Linked DNA regions of Canis lupus: region 2 is linked to region 1. The links are chromatin contacts, called in public Hi-C maps. All regions are on one chromosome and are shown on one strand. Each heading gives the region's core, a stretch centred on a gene start, on an enhancer-like site or on the middle of the called end of the contact. The rest is flanking DNA. Distances are from core to core; before and after follow the strand shown. Region 1 holds the start of PRR14 (proline-rich protein 14). Region 2 holds the start of SEPHS2 (selenophosphate synthetase 2).

Region 1 (7,221 bases), core at 1,742-4,241:
CCTCCTTTTCTGAAGGGCCCTCCTCTGGGCCATGGGTTGTCCTTGATCGCCGCTTCAGAGTAGAAGGCCGGTGGATGCGGCTCAAGGGCTCTCGACATAAGTGCAGTGGGTCAGGAGACCTAGAGAGAAAACAGAAAGATCAGAGGGGCTCAGTTATGCCCCTAGTTTACCCTTCAACCTGCCATACTCACCTGGTCTGTGAGGACCATGTGGCCTGTTGGGGTGGTGAAGCAGGTGGCTGGCTTTGGATAGAATCCCGCTGGTTGCTGCGGTGCCGTAGGGTGGTAGTCTCTTCTTGGGGCACCAGGGGAACCTAATTGAGAAGGAAGTGTCAAGAGCAAGGTGATGAAATGAGATGGGACAGGACAGGACCTCACTGAACCTAACAGTGCCGTATGCCACAAAAGTGATAGAGATTGTGGCTAGAATTCACTTAAGAACCCAAAGAAATGAGTTGAACGGAATCAGTTCCAGGGCCAGATATTATAGTGTCCTGAGCTGCAGTAATCTCACCCAGGCTGTTTGGAGAAATGAAAAGGAGTGACCTTAGGTGAGTCACTGCCCTATTTTGGGCCTGTTTTCCTAACCTGTGCAATGGAGCTAAAGACCTCAGCCTGCTTCCCAAGAATAGCTTGGAAGTTGGGCTGGGGAAGAAAGCAAGGGTTTCTCATACTTAGAGAGTTGTAGCCATGTGGTTCTATGCCCAACACGGTTGATGGCGGGGAATGGGCACTAGAGACCCTGTCCAAATATAGGTAGATTCAGCAAGAGCCAAATAGAACTCTAGCATTAGGGAGGCTGCCTGAGCAATGGGTGTGAGAATGAGGTATCTGGATCTCAACTATCCTCATTAGTGATCTGGTCTGACTTTGATACTGAAGAGGGGACCAGAGGGAGGAAGGAGGCCTCTCAGTTCAAGGGGCTCACCATGTGGGCAGTCATAACATCTTCCAGCACCACAGCCAGGACCCTCCGAGAGGCCTTTTCCAAAGGTGAAGGGGCCGCCAGAGACTGCAGTCTCGGCCGTTTGGGGCTCCTGGCTCCCCATAGTACTCGAGCCAGGGGCTGGCGGCACAGACGTGGCCGGCCAGGTGGGCTGGAGGATGAGAGAAGCAGAGGACGGTCGCCTGAGACTGTCGTTGGCTCTGTGGTTTCCCCGGTACGGCCGCCAGGCTCCCCGTTTCCCGTGCTCAAGACAGGCGGGCGGGGTGCGCTCTCACCTCGAGTCCCCGGGCAAGTCCATGGGGAAAGCGGCGGCTCCGGGGAGTCCCTGGGGGATCCCAGGCTGCAGCCTGGGATGGGGAGGGGGAGCGGGGGAGCGGGGAGTGAGGGCCAGTCCCTCCCCAGGGGCTCCGCCCTTCAATGGTCAGCCCGCCGCTCCGGGTAGCCCATGGGCCAGAGCCCTAGGGAGTGAAAGGGCGCCCCCGGCTGGCCGCCTGGAGCGGGTGTCTTCCCGCTGCCGTCGCCCGAGATTAGTGGATCACCCGCGCACCCGGACTGGCACTTGCCAGGAGAACCTGGCTTGCAGTGGCCCCGGTTCTCCCACGGCCCGAGCTTCTGGGGCCTTTGTCCCCGCAGAATCCGCCCTGAGATCCCCCAGGATCAGCTGGGATCCCGGTCCTGAGAGGCTCACTTTCCGCCGGGTCCCTCTGCAATCCTCATCCACGGCCAGCGAGTGGCCAAGAACTCCGAAGCAATACTCCCACACACTGACGGTGCCCCCCGCCCCACGGATCCCTTAGACTGGATCCCTGCGGAAAGAATCCTACAGCCCGGTTGCTCCAATCAGACGCCGCGAGGATCTTCCTCTCCCTGTGAGTTTGGGCTCCGCAAAGCTCCACTCAGACAGGGGCAGCCCGAGCCTGAGCATCACGAACTCGGTCCGGATCCCCAGGGATCCACTGTCAAGCAGATACCCCCTTCACTCCAATCCGGGGAGGTCCCGCCCACAGACCCTCTCCTTCCCCCCTCCCCGGCTCCCCACCCAGCGCTCTCCCCAGCCCAGGACCAGATGGTTCAAATGTTTCCTTCCCTCCCTCCTCCCGCCCTCTCTCCAGCCGCTCGGTGCCCTCCTCCGCGCGCCGCTCACCGCCGCCTCCCGCGGATCCCGGGTCTTCGACGGCTCCCACCTCCGGCTCCTTTAAAACCAGCCTTAGCCAGCACTGCCCAACCGCCGAGGGCCTTCTTCTCGCAGCCCTCGGGCACCGCCCAATCGCCGGTCCCCGTCTTCCGGAGTGGTGAGAAACTAAGTGAAGCCACCTGGCAGCCATCTTCCCTAGGGGCAAGAAGCCAAATTGGGCAGCGCTGCCATTATAGCTGAGGGCAGGTAGCTCTGTCCTCGATGAACCGAAGTGGACCGGATGGTGTCATTTTCTGAAGGCCAGTCAGTGGCCGAAGACTAGACCAAGTTTCTTGAGCTACTGAGGCAGCTGTAGTGAATAGAGTGCCGCCACGTTTTTTAAGGGCATCTTCCGGTTCTTTGGTTCTTAGGTTAATAAACGTGAGCTGAATACTAACGACATGTGAAATTCCCAATTTCCTAGAGAGGCCTCACTGAGAGCGATTCTGCTACCCTCCGGGAATCCTCGAGTCCCCCCAAGGCGCTGAGATGTGGGGGGAGGGACTAAGAACCTGAGACTAGGGATAGTGCCGCCTCCGGCTCCAGGGTTTGAGCGATGTACCGAAGAGACTGAGCGGAGCCGAAATTGGGAAGAGGCTGGGGACATTGACCTTCCCGGAGGTGTGGGGGTTTGTGCGGCCCGCGCCGAGGGCTCAGTATAGGGGCGACATCGCAGGGGATCAATAACCACCTTGGCGTGCTCGGTGGTGTCCAGCGCCTTCCTCTCTGTTCCAGGTTCCCACGAAGCCAGTGTCAAGGGAAATAGTCCTTAGTAACAGTACTACTACTACTACTAGTCCTTAGTAGTAAGGGATCGGGGATGGAATCGAGCTGCTTGAGAGGCTGTATCATGCAACCTTTACCTGGAGCCAGACTACTGGTGGCGAGGAAGTGGGGATGTAGTAGCTTCTTGCACGGTGAAGGCACCTTCACCGCCGAACCAGAGGCTGTGCTTCCACTAATACCCAGAATTCTCCTATCCCAGAATTCCCTGTACTTACTTTCTTGGTGGAACAGGAAAGCCTGAAGCCTAGAATCCTGGGTCTGTGGGATGAGGGTGCCGAGTACCCAGCCAGTATAATTCTCTCTTCTGGGACTTAGTGATAAAAATGACACAGAGAGGATGATATAGAAAGAGCAGAATCAGGGGTGGCTCACCCAGAATCCCTGGGTGGCTCAGTGGTTTGGCGCCTGCATTCGGCCTATGGCGTTATTCTGGGGTTCGCGGATGGAGTCCCGCATCCGACTTCCTGCATGGAGCTTGCATCTCCCTCTGCTGTGTCTCTGCCTCTCTGTGTGTGTCTCTCTTTCTTTAAAAAAAGAAAGAAAAAGAATCAGCAAGGTGGTGTGGAAAATGAAGACTCCCCAACTCTGAAGCAAGGATTCATCCAGATAGCTCTCTCAGGATTACAGCCAACTCTCTTCCTAAGGCCTGCTGGGTCCTCTGGAAATCCATGATAAGACTTCTGATGAGAGTAGGTGGCAGCTCTTCCAGCTAGAAGTGTCCTCTCTCCCTTGGATTCCTGCTGGCTTTATGGGGCTTGAAGATGTTCCTTAGGGGTACAGAGATGCATCCAGCTGTGAGTGCTTGGAGAACCTTCTCAATCTTGATAAGCTGAGAGCCCCTCTGTAGGCTCTCACTTCCCTGTTGTTGGTTTTTTTTTTTTTTTTAAGATTTTATTCATTTATTCATGACAGACACACACACACAGAGAGGCAGAGACAGGCAGAGGGAGAAGCCGGCTCCATGCAGGGAGCCCGATGTGGGACTCGATTCCAGGTCTACAGGATCACACCCTGGGCTGAAGGCAGCACTAAACTGCTGGACCACCAGGGCTGCCCTCACTTTCCTGTTTGAACAGGTGCCTCTCAAGCCTCACAGGGCAAGAAAAGCTCCCAAGAGCAGAACATGCCTAATCAGAGTTTTGATTCCCTGGGTCTCCTGAAGAAGTCAATACCAAGGACAAAGGATGTAGCCTAAGCAAAGGGCCAGGGCCTGGGCCTGAGAATCTAGTAGGGAAGGCGTAGCCCTAAGACCCTAAGGTGGGGTGATGAATTTGATTTCATCAAATTGGAGTCTAATGTAGACTGTGATGTCTTCGCTCTAAGCCCAGGCCACAATGTTGAGCCTAATAGCCTTATGGTCTCACCTCTGCCTTCTTTGTGACTACCATTTCAACAACTCTTACCTTACCTACCACCTGTGTACACACTCTAGGGCATGGCCAATGTATGCTGATCCAGTGGCAAGAGGTCCCACATAGCTCCCAGTGGGGCAGGTGATGTGGCTGGAAGTTGCCACATGGATGTATCATTCTCCAGAAACTCTGGGCCGCTTTAGACCTGGGCCTCCCATCTGCTTAACCATTCCTGGCCTCAGTGGCCTAGCTTGTAAAATGGGAACAATAAACTTTGTCATGTCTATTTCAAAATAGACTTGAAAGATCAAGATCAAATGAGAAGACACATCTGAATGTGCCTGGTAAATTCTCAGGCCACAGGTAAAATTCAAATGACAAAACTACCTCTTCTTTCTCTCAGTACCCTATCCCTTCTGGCCCTTGGGCCAGCTCTGCTCAGTACTTTTGTCTGCAGAAGCCTCTAGGCTGAGCTCCAGATCAGCCACGGTGAGGTGGGTTGTGGCTTCAGGGTATTGGGAGGGGTGGGATGGTCAGCTACTGCACCTTTGCTAAGAACCACCTCTGAAAAATGACAGGAAGCTTTGAGTTTGGGTTGCTGTTCTGGTTGGCATCAACTATTTAACAAGATTTCAACACCTACATGCTATGCCTGGGGATAGACAGGTGCTTATCTCGGGGAGGTTGGAGTTTACCTCCCTGCTCACAAAATTGCCACCGGCTCTGCTACTTCCCACAGCTTCAGCCCGCTCCCCCTTAAAGGATTTTTGTCAGTCAGGTGTCAGCAATTCCTGACCAATTTAATTCCCCAGGTGAGGAGCTTTCAAGATCCACCTCTGGGGGCTTTCCAGTCTGGTTAGCTGCTGTGAGTTGCTAGAATTTGTATTGGTCTGAGAAAGCTGGTTCTGCCTCTGATCTAACTCTGCTTCCCCAGTTAGAGCCACCTCCACCAGTTCTGTACTTGCATCCTTTAAAAATTTTTTTTTTAATTTTTTTTTTTTGATGGAGAGATGATAGGAAGGAGTCAAGGTTAGAAGAACTGAAGAGTAAAGTGATAGGGCTTATGGTGAGGATGTTGGAGGAGGGGAGAAATTTGGGGAAGTAGTAGAATCTATCTATATATAAAATCTTTATTTGAGAGAGAGTGTGAATACACAAGCAGGGGGAGAAACAGAGGGAGAGGGAGAAGCAGGCTCCCTGTGGAGCAGGGAGCCCAATGCAGAACTCAATCTCAGGACCCCGGGATCATGATCTGAAGCAAATGGAGAGCACCCAGGCTCTCCTCTGTGTGTGTGTGTGTGTGTGTGTGTGTGTGTGTGTGTGTATGAGGCAAAACTAATTTATAATGTTAGAAATTAGACTACTGGTTACCCTTGGGAAGGACAGTGACCAGAAGGTGCATGGGAGGGTCTAGAGTGCTAGAAATGTTTTGGTTTCTTGATCTGGGTACTGGGATGTGGGCGTATTCACTGAGCTTAAAATTCATTGTGCTTATACTTAAGAATTGCGTGCTTTTTTGTATTATATTATTCTTTAAAAATTAAATAATGTACATCTCAGTATGTAAGCACTTGGGGAGGTCTTTGGCAGAAGATTTAGTGAAATAGTCAAAATGAAGTCATCGCATGCTTGCATCTACATACAGGAGTTCTACAAATTCAGCAGATACAAACTCAGACTGTCACAGATGGGTTGCACTGGTGACTCAAATTCAAGTGTGGCCATCTGTGCCATGATTTTTCCAAAATGACAGACAATTCTTGGTGAAATTCCAAACAAAACAAAATACAATCTTCCCTTGATATACACAGGTGTCTGCCTCTCTGGAAAAGTCAGGATTAAAACTGTACTGGTTTTTAGGAATGCCTGGGTGGCTCATGGGCTGAGCATCTGCCTTCAGCTCAAGGCATGGTCCTGGGGTCTGGGATCGAGTCCTGCATTGGGCTCCTTGTGGGGTGCCTGTTTCTCTTTCTGCCTATGTCTCTGCATCTCTCTCTCTCTCTGTCTCTCATGAATAAATAAAATCTAAAAAAACCACTGTATTCATTTTTAAACAGTTTTACTTTATTTTATTTATTTAGGAAATCTCTACACCCCATGTGGGACTTAAGCTCATGACCCTGAGATCAAGAGTTACATGCTCTTCCAACTGAGCCAGCCAGGTACCCCTCGAATTAAAACTATACTTATAAATGTGGTGGGTTTTTTAAAGATTTTATTTATAAGCATCTGCCTTTGGCTTAGTCCTAGGATCAGGACCTAAGTCTGAGTCCCTGCTCAGCTTCTCCCTCTCCCTCTGCCCCTCTCCCTGCTTGTGCACCCTCTCTCTCAAATAAACAAGTAAAATCTTTAAAAGTAAATAAATAAATAAATTTCACTTCTTAATAGGTAGTACATTCACATGGTTTACATTTTAAAAATAATTTTGTCGTCAGTCCTGGCCCCCTATAGGAAATCATTCTCATTAGATTCTTAGCTATCCTCCAGAGTTTCTTTGTGCATATAAAAGCAAATATCCATATCTGCTCTTCTTCCCCCTGCCTTGTTTATTTATACTTAAGAGGTAGCGCACTCCACACACATTGTTCTGCTCTTCATTCCATCATCTAGCTTTTTCCTTGGCAGTGCATAGAGCACTTCTGTGTTATTGTCAACAGCTGCCTAGTTGGCCTTTGTATGAATATACCACAGTTTCTTTAATCATTCTATTGATGGGATTTAAGTTGTTTTCTATGTTTCAATACAATGCTTCAATGATAACCTTTACATATGTGTGACTTAGCACATGTGTTTTATAATTAAGATTTTTAAGGAAGGACAAGACAAAATTAAGATCACGTTTTAGGAAGATTTAGCAACTCCTGTGCATGATGAGTTTGAGAGTAGGTATATATGAGGGGAAAGTTATTTAAAAAAGGCTGCGAGGGATGCCTGGATGGCTCAGTGGTTGAGCGTCTGCCTTTG
Region 2 (7,221 bases), core at 1,446-3,945, 150 kb after region 1:
GGTTTCTGGTGATTATCCTCCAAGAGATATGTTATTGCATATATTTCCCCCTTTTACAACAAATAATAGTATTCTGTAAATACTGCTCTGAACCGTGCTTATTTCTCTTAACAAACATCATAAGCAATATAACCTGGTGGTCTTTGTTTTTTGCTTTTTTTAAACAAAGATTTATTTATTTATTCATGAGAGACAGAGAGAGGCAAAGACACAGGCAGAGGGAGAAACAGGCTCCAGGCAGGGAGCCTGACATGGGACTCCAACCCCGGTTTCTAGGATCACACCCTGGGTGGAAGGCGGTGCTAAACCGCTGAGCCACCGGGGCTGCCCAGCTTTGTTTTTGTTGTTGTTGTTGTTGTTGTTTTTTAAGATTTTATTTATTTATTAATGAGAGACACAGAAAGACGTTAAGACACAGATGGAGGGAGATACAGGACTGGATTCCATGATCTCAGGATCATGCCCTAAGCTGAAGGAAAACACTCAACCACTGAGCCACCCAGGAGCCCCTAGCCTGGTGGTCTTTGGAACAAATTGCTTGGATTCATATCCAGCTTTCCATATTCTAAACTGGGTGTGAAAAAAATAAAAATAAAAATAAAAATAAAAATAAAAATAAAAATAAATAAACTGGGTATGACCTTGAGTGGGTCATTTAATCTCTCTGCATTATATTCTTTATCTGCAAGATGTGGAAAGAATCTTAACTCAAAGGTTTTTATAAGAACTAAGGTAATATAAAAAAAGAACTAAGTTAATATACTAAAGCATTTAGAACTGTGCTTCTTAGAATTGTAACTATTATCAATATAATTACATCAGTGTTTTCTCATTCTGTTTTAAAGTTGCTTGGGTAGTCTATTACATAATTATACCACAATTTATTTTAATCATAATTGATAAAACATTTAAGTTGTTTCCAGCATGTTGATATTACAAACAACACAGAAAAACAAAACAAAACAAGACAAACCTATCATTTCCTACACATAGCTGGTGAGTACATCTGTAGTGTAAAATCCTAGAATTGGAACTGCTGAGTCAAAGGTATTATGTGCAGTTTTTATTTATTTATTTATTTAAAAAATTTTAATAGGATTTTTTTAAAGATTTATTTATGATAGACACACACACACACACACACACACACACAGAGGCAGAGACACAGGCAGAGGGAGAAGCAGGCTCCATGCAGGGAACCCGACGCGGGACTAGATCCCGGGACTCCAGGATCGCGCCCTGGGCCAAAGGCAGGTGCCAAACCGCTGAGCCACCAGGGATCCCCTTACTTTCTAATTAAAAAAAAAAAAAAAAGATTTTATTTATTTATTCATGAGAGGCAGAGAGACAGAGAGGCAGAGACACAGGCAGAGGGAGAAGCAGGCTCTCTGCAGGGAGCCCAACGTGGGACTCGATCTCGGGTCTCCAGGATCAGGCCCTGAGCTGAAGGTGGCGCTAAACCGCTGAGCTACCCGGGCTGCCCTGTAGTTATAATCTTAATAGATATTGGCAAATTGTTCATAATGGATCCATCACAGATTCTTATATATACTAATTTAAAGAGATACAGAAATTTTAGAATTTCTGAGCTTGGGTGGCTTAGCGGTTGGGCGTCTGCCTTCAACTCAGATTGGGTCCTGGTATCCTGGGATCCAGTCCCACATGGGTCTCCCTGCATGGAGCCTGCTTCTCCCTCTGCCTATGTCTCTGCTTCTGCGTGTGTGTCTCTTATGAATAAATAAAATAAAATATTTTTTAAAAAAGAAATTTTAGAACAAAACAAGGTAAGCCACTTTGTTGTCCAGATGAGTGAACTGCTGCGGGGGGAGGGGGAGGGGGGAGGAAAGTGACTCACACGGGCAGTTAGTGGTAGACGCAAGAGTCTTAAAAGACTTTAGGATCATATTTTTAAAACGTAATCTCTACCCCCAGTGTAGGGCTGGAAGTCACGACCCTGAGATCTAGAGTCGCATGCTCTTCCGACAGAGCGAGCCAGCCCGAGTTTTAAAATTCCTTCAAATCCATTTTAACATTTCATTATTTTGATGCTAAGCTTTGCTTGCTTGATGGTAGTAACTTAATATCTAATTTCTCATTATTCTGAGATTTCTTTTTTTATTTTATTTTATTTTATTTTATTTATGATAGTCACACAGAGAGAGAGGCAGAGACATAGGCAGAGGGAGAAGCAGGCTCCATGCACCGAGAGCCCGACATGGGATCTCCAGGATCCCGCCCTGGGTCAAAGGCAGGCGCCAAACCGCTGCGCCACCCAGGGATCCCTAACTTCTCATTATTCTTTCCGAATTTTTCCCTGGGCTCTTTTTCTCTCCTGGACTGGTCACGAGCGCAGTCAAACGACCCGTGGACAATTCTGCCCTACGGGAGATCTGCCAAGCGACCGATCTTCTTTATATTCGAAACTGCCCTTGGTAAACTGCCTCTAGGGGAGCAGATTCCGCCAGCCACTCCCAAGAGATCGTTTAAATTACATCTAGGGGAGCGAACCCAAGCACTTGCGGGTAATCTCTCCCCGACCAATTTCGCAAGCTGCTGGTTGATTTGTAATTTAGCTTTTAGACCAAAGGAAGCCCGCCTCTCGGTAGCGGAGTCGTCATTGGCTAGCACGGCTGTCAATCAGCGGGGCTATAAGTAGGGGGAGGCCGGCAGCTCCTCCCTCAGGAAGGCCAGGAGCGCGCGGGGTGGCGTGAGTCCGGTGGCGCGAGTCGTGCCGGGGAGAATCTCTGCGGTAATATCTGTTAGTCCGTAGTAACTGGAGTAGAAGATACAAGGGCGCTCCCCTCCTCTCTCCTCTTCCCTCCCTGCGGGGCAGGCGCGATGGCGGAAGCCGCGGCGACGGGCGCCGGCGGCGAGGTGGCGGCGGCGGCGGAAGGCTCGGGCTCCGCGGGCTTGTCTCTGGGCCGGGGCTTCTCGAGCTACCGGCCCTTCGAGCCCCAGGCGCTGGGCCTCAGCCCCAGCTGGCGGCTGACGGGCTTCTCCGGCATGAAGGGCTGAGGCTGCAAGGTCCCCCAGGAGACGCTGCTCAAACTCCTGGCGGGACTGACGCGGCCAGAAGTGCGGCCCCCTCTGGGCCTGGGCCTGGTCGGAAGCCATGAAGAGGCGGCCCAGGAAGGCGGCGTGCCGGCCGGGGCGGATCCCAACCCCACCTTTCCAGCCCTGGGCATCGGGATGGACTCCTGCGTCATCCCCCTGAGGCACGGGGGCCTGTCCCTGGTGCAGACCACGGACTTCTTTTACCCCTTGGTGGAAGATCCCTACATGATGGGGCGCATAGCGTGTGCCAACGTGCTGAGTGACCTCTATGCCATGGGCATTACTGAATGTGACAACATGTTGATGTTACTCAGCGTTAGCCAGAGTATGACTGAGGAGGAACGAGAGAAGATAACACCCCTTATGATCAAAGGCTTTCGCGACGCTGCTGAGGAAGGAGGGACTGCAGTGACTGGCGGACAGACAGTGGTAAACCCTTGGATTATTGTCGGTGGGGTTGCCACTGTGGTATGTCAGCCAAATGAATTCATCATGCCTGACAGCGCCGTTGTTGGGGATGTGCTCGTGTTAACCAAACCCCTAGGAACCCAAGTTGCTGTTAATGCCCACCAATGGCTAGATAACCCTGAGAGATGGAATAAAATAAATATGGTGGTCTCCAGGGAAGAGGTAGAGCTGGCTTATCAGGAAGCCATGTTCAATATGGCTACCCTGAACAGAACTGCTGCTGGATTAATGCACACGTTTAATGCACATGCAGCCACAGATATCACCGGTTTTGGCATTCTGGGACACTCTCAGAACCTTGCAAAACAACAAAGAAACGAGGTGTCCTTTGTTATTCATAATCTGCCAATCATCGCCAAGATGGCTGCCATCAGCAAGGCCAGTGGGCGCTTTGGGCTCCTTCAAGGAACCTCAGCGGAAACTTCTGGTGGATTGCTGATTTGTCTGCCAAGAGAACAGGCAGCTCGCTTTTGTTCTGAAATAAAATCTTCCAAGTATGGAGAGGGTCACCAGGCATGGATCGTCGGTATTGTGGAAAAGGGAAACCGGACAGCCCGGATTATTGACAAGCCTCGAGTTATTGAGGTCCTACCTCGTGGGGCCACTGCTACTGCTCTTGCTCCTGACAATTCCAATGCCTCCTCTGAGCCTAGCTCGTGAGATGGAATAGCAGAAGTTGTTTGGACCTTAGAGCCTTTGTACGCAATCATGAATGATTCTCAAAACGTTATTTTAAGAAGAAATTTCCAAAGAAGGCTGCCTGCATAGTAGTTCCAGCTGCCCTTTCGAGGTGATTTGAATCAGCCCATCACAAGCTGCACATTCCAAGGCCAGAAGTAACATTTGGGACTTCAGGGGGAGATTTGTTCATCTTGTATGTGGAAGAGGAGCAGAAAAACCTCTGTTCTTTCCAAGAGCAGGATGAGGCTATTCTATTCTAGTTTGAGGGATTTTTCTTGGCACTGGGTTGATTCATGTCTGCACAGGGAGTTAGGTTATGTATTAAAATTACATACACACCAAAAGAGGTAAATTGCAAAATGATTTAGATCAGAAGCAAATAAGTTTGGACCAATGCTGTTGATAAATCTAAATTGTTAAGAGAGATCTTATATTGTATTGTCAAATTCTTTATTAGATTTTTCTCAAGTACTGGCTCTTTCCTGCTCTGGACAAGAATTGAGCAGCTTGTCCAATGACTGGGAAAGGAGGACCTGCAACCATCTGATTTGGTCTCTGTTAATGACGTTTCTCCCTCTAAACCCCTTTTAGGACTGGGAGAGGCAGAGTAAGCCCCAGAGCCCAAACCTCAGTGGTTATTAAGATGTTCAATCTTGTGCTGAAAATTCCTGGTGATTTAATCAATAAAGAGTAATTTCTAGTGAAATAAATAAAAAGGACTTTGTGGAAAAACTCTTCTGCCTAATGTTTGGATTCTTGGAATTCTGAACTTTTTACAGTCTTATAAAATGAATCAATTGACACACTTACAGTCTGGCAAGTGGAGAGTGAGAATGTTTTCCCTGATTCAGGACCAGAGGATTTAACACCTAGATTTACGTTTGCACCGTTCCCCTGAGTTGATAGCAAAGTACCCAAAACAAGCATTAACCCCAAGGACTACAGGGTGGGAGAGGAATCAATACTTCTTGGAAGATTCAAAGTAGGTGGAAGAAGAGTAACTGACTTAGCATAATAGAGGAAGCCAAAGTAAATGCCTTCAGAGTTGGGAAATATGAACAGGAAGCAAGGAGATATGCTCTGGAGGTACTAAGGGGTCAGGGTGGGGATAAAGACACTGAAAGTTTATATACAGAGTAATTATAATTAGATCTTTGAAGTTCACAAACCTCTCCCCCATGTCACTTAGATGACTGCATCTCACCTTTGTAGGTAAGGAGAGGTTTACTTTCTGGGAGACGAATTTTAAAAATACTGCAAAGCTGGGGACACCACACAAGGGGCCTGACCAAAAATAATAAGGGCTGAAAAACAAGACTACCCCAATCCCCTTCCTCACCTTAGCTATTAAAAACACTGTCCAGGAAGCTTATACCACCTTTGCTCCTCTGGAGAAAAAGAATGCCCAGAAAAAAGACCTATAAACATTTAGGGAGCCCCCTGTGAAAATCTCTACCAGGAAGCCTCCCAGTTGAAAAGTTTAACTCAAGCAACTCAATGCGTCATTCTTAAACAGAAGCAGTCAAGGATCACCAGACATTTGAGGCAAGCCTCTTTTAAAAAAAAAAGTCAAAGAAAACTAAAAACTCGGTAAAAAGACAATACCAAGAGCAGAAGAAGGAAAAAAAAAAAAAAAAAGCAGAGGTAAAGAAGATCAAGGGTTCATAAAAAGAGAACAAAGCATTTAGAATGTAAAATATAGCTAACATTTTTAAATAGAATATTTAGAAGATAAAGTTGAGGAAATCAGAAGGTAGAACAACAAAAAGATGCACAATAGAAGAAAACAAATGTATGAAAATTAGAGGTGAGCCAGGAGGTTCAACATGTAGGAGGAATTCCAAAAAGATAATAAAGTAAATGGAAGAAAAAAATACGTGAAACTATAAGAAAGTTTTCTAAAATTTAAAAAGTACTATAAATCTCTGTCACATCTCTTGACTTCCCAGCATAGTGAATGAGAAATGACCTACACTAATTTTATTACATTTTAAAATGGCTGTGATAAAGAGAAGTGTTTTATATAAATTCATTTAAGCTGCCAACAACCCCATTTTGCAAATCAGGAAGCTGAGGTGCAAAGAGATTAAGAAATTTGTTCAAAGTTGCACAGGACATCTGCTAGGCAGAGTGAATCCAGAGTCCATTCTTTTTTTTTTTTTTAAGATTTTATTTTTAAGTAATCTCTACACCCAATGTGGGGCTCAAATTTACAATGCCGCGATCAAGAGTTGCATGCTCCACACTAACTGAGCCAGCCAGATGCCCCCAGAGTCTAGGCTTCTAATCATACTCTCCTCAAACTTTCTGGGGTGAGGGGAAGAACATGTAGAAAGGTCTGGCAATAAGAATGATATCAGACTTCTCAACAGGGAATTGGAAACTGGAAGACAATGAAGTAACACCTTTGAAATCCTGAGAGTAAATTATTTTCTCTGTATAATTCTATACCTAGCAACATTTTTCAAAGTATCAAAGTGGTTTCATCCTATGCATTCTTTCTCAAGAAACTACTGGAAGATGTGCTCTAGAAAAATAAGGTGGCAAACTGGGAAAGAAAAACAAGGTTTAGGAAACCCATGCAAGCACAAGGTGAAGGGAGGTCTTAAGGTAATGGTTCTCCAGAAAGCCTAGAGAGCAATCAGCCTGGAACAGGCAGGACACTAGAAGATAGGAGCCTGAAGGCTTCCAGGAAGAGGAAAATGGACCGAGTACTCGTACAGTTGATTTTGTGAAAAATTATACTGGAAGGTTAATGGAAGATGTAAAAAGAATTAGTGAAAATTATATAGAAAGCCAGCACATGAAAAAAATGAGCCAGTAATCAACTCCAATAAAAAATAAAACCTGTGTGATGAATGAAATGTAATCATACATAATATTTGACAATGAATATTTACAGAATTGTAAATACTATCTAGCTCCAATAATCAATTTTATTTAAGATTTTATCCATTTGAAAGAAAGTGAAAGAGCACAAGCAGGGGGAGGGGCAGGGGGAGAGGGAGAAGCTGACTC

What was found. A called contact is a pair of places that touch in the nucleus more often than the background predicts.
Region 2: a contact with region 1 is called in a Hi-C map of blood, with 1.6 times the contacts expected there. The contact joins the promoter of SEPHS2 here to the promoter of PRR14 in region 1. A contact is called at or near these places in 2 of 9 Hi-C or Micro-C datasets (both in blood).

The regions. Positions count from the first base shown.
Region 1 is chr6:17,677,286-17,684,506 of UU_Cfam_GSD_1.0, forward strand. PRR14 (proline-rich protein 14) reads right to left here and starts at 2,992. Exons shown (of 13, transcript XM_038539800.1): 1 at 2,811-2,992; 2 at 2,090-2,275; 3 at 1,221-1,292; 4 at 928-1,096; 5 at 192-313; 6 at 1-119. The coding sequence starts at 1,243.
Region 2 is chr6:17,826,704-17,833,924 of UU_Cfam_GSD_1.0, forward strand. It overlaps SEPHS2 (selenophosphate synthetase 2), which reads left to right and starts at 2,696. Exons shown (of 1, transcript NM_001114736.1): 1 at 2,696-4,937. The coding sequence starts at 2,839. The coding sequence ends at 4,182.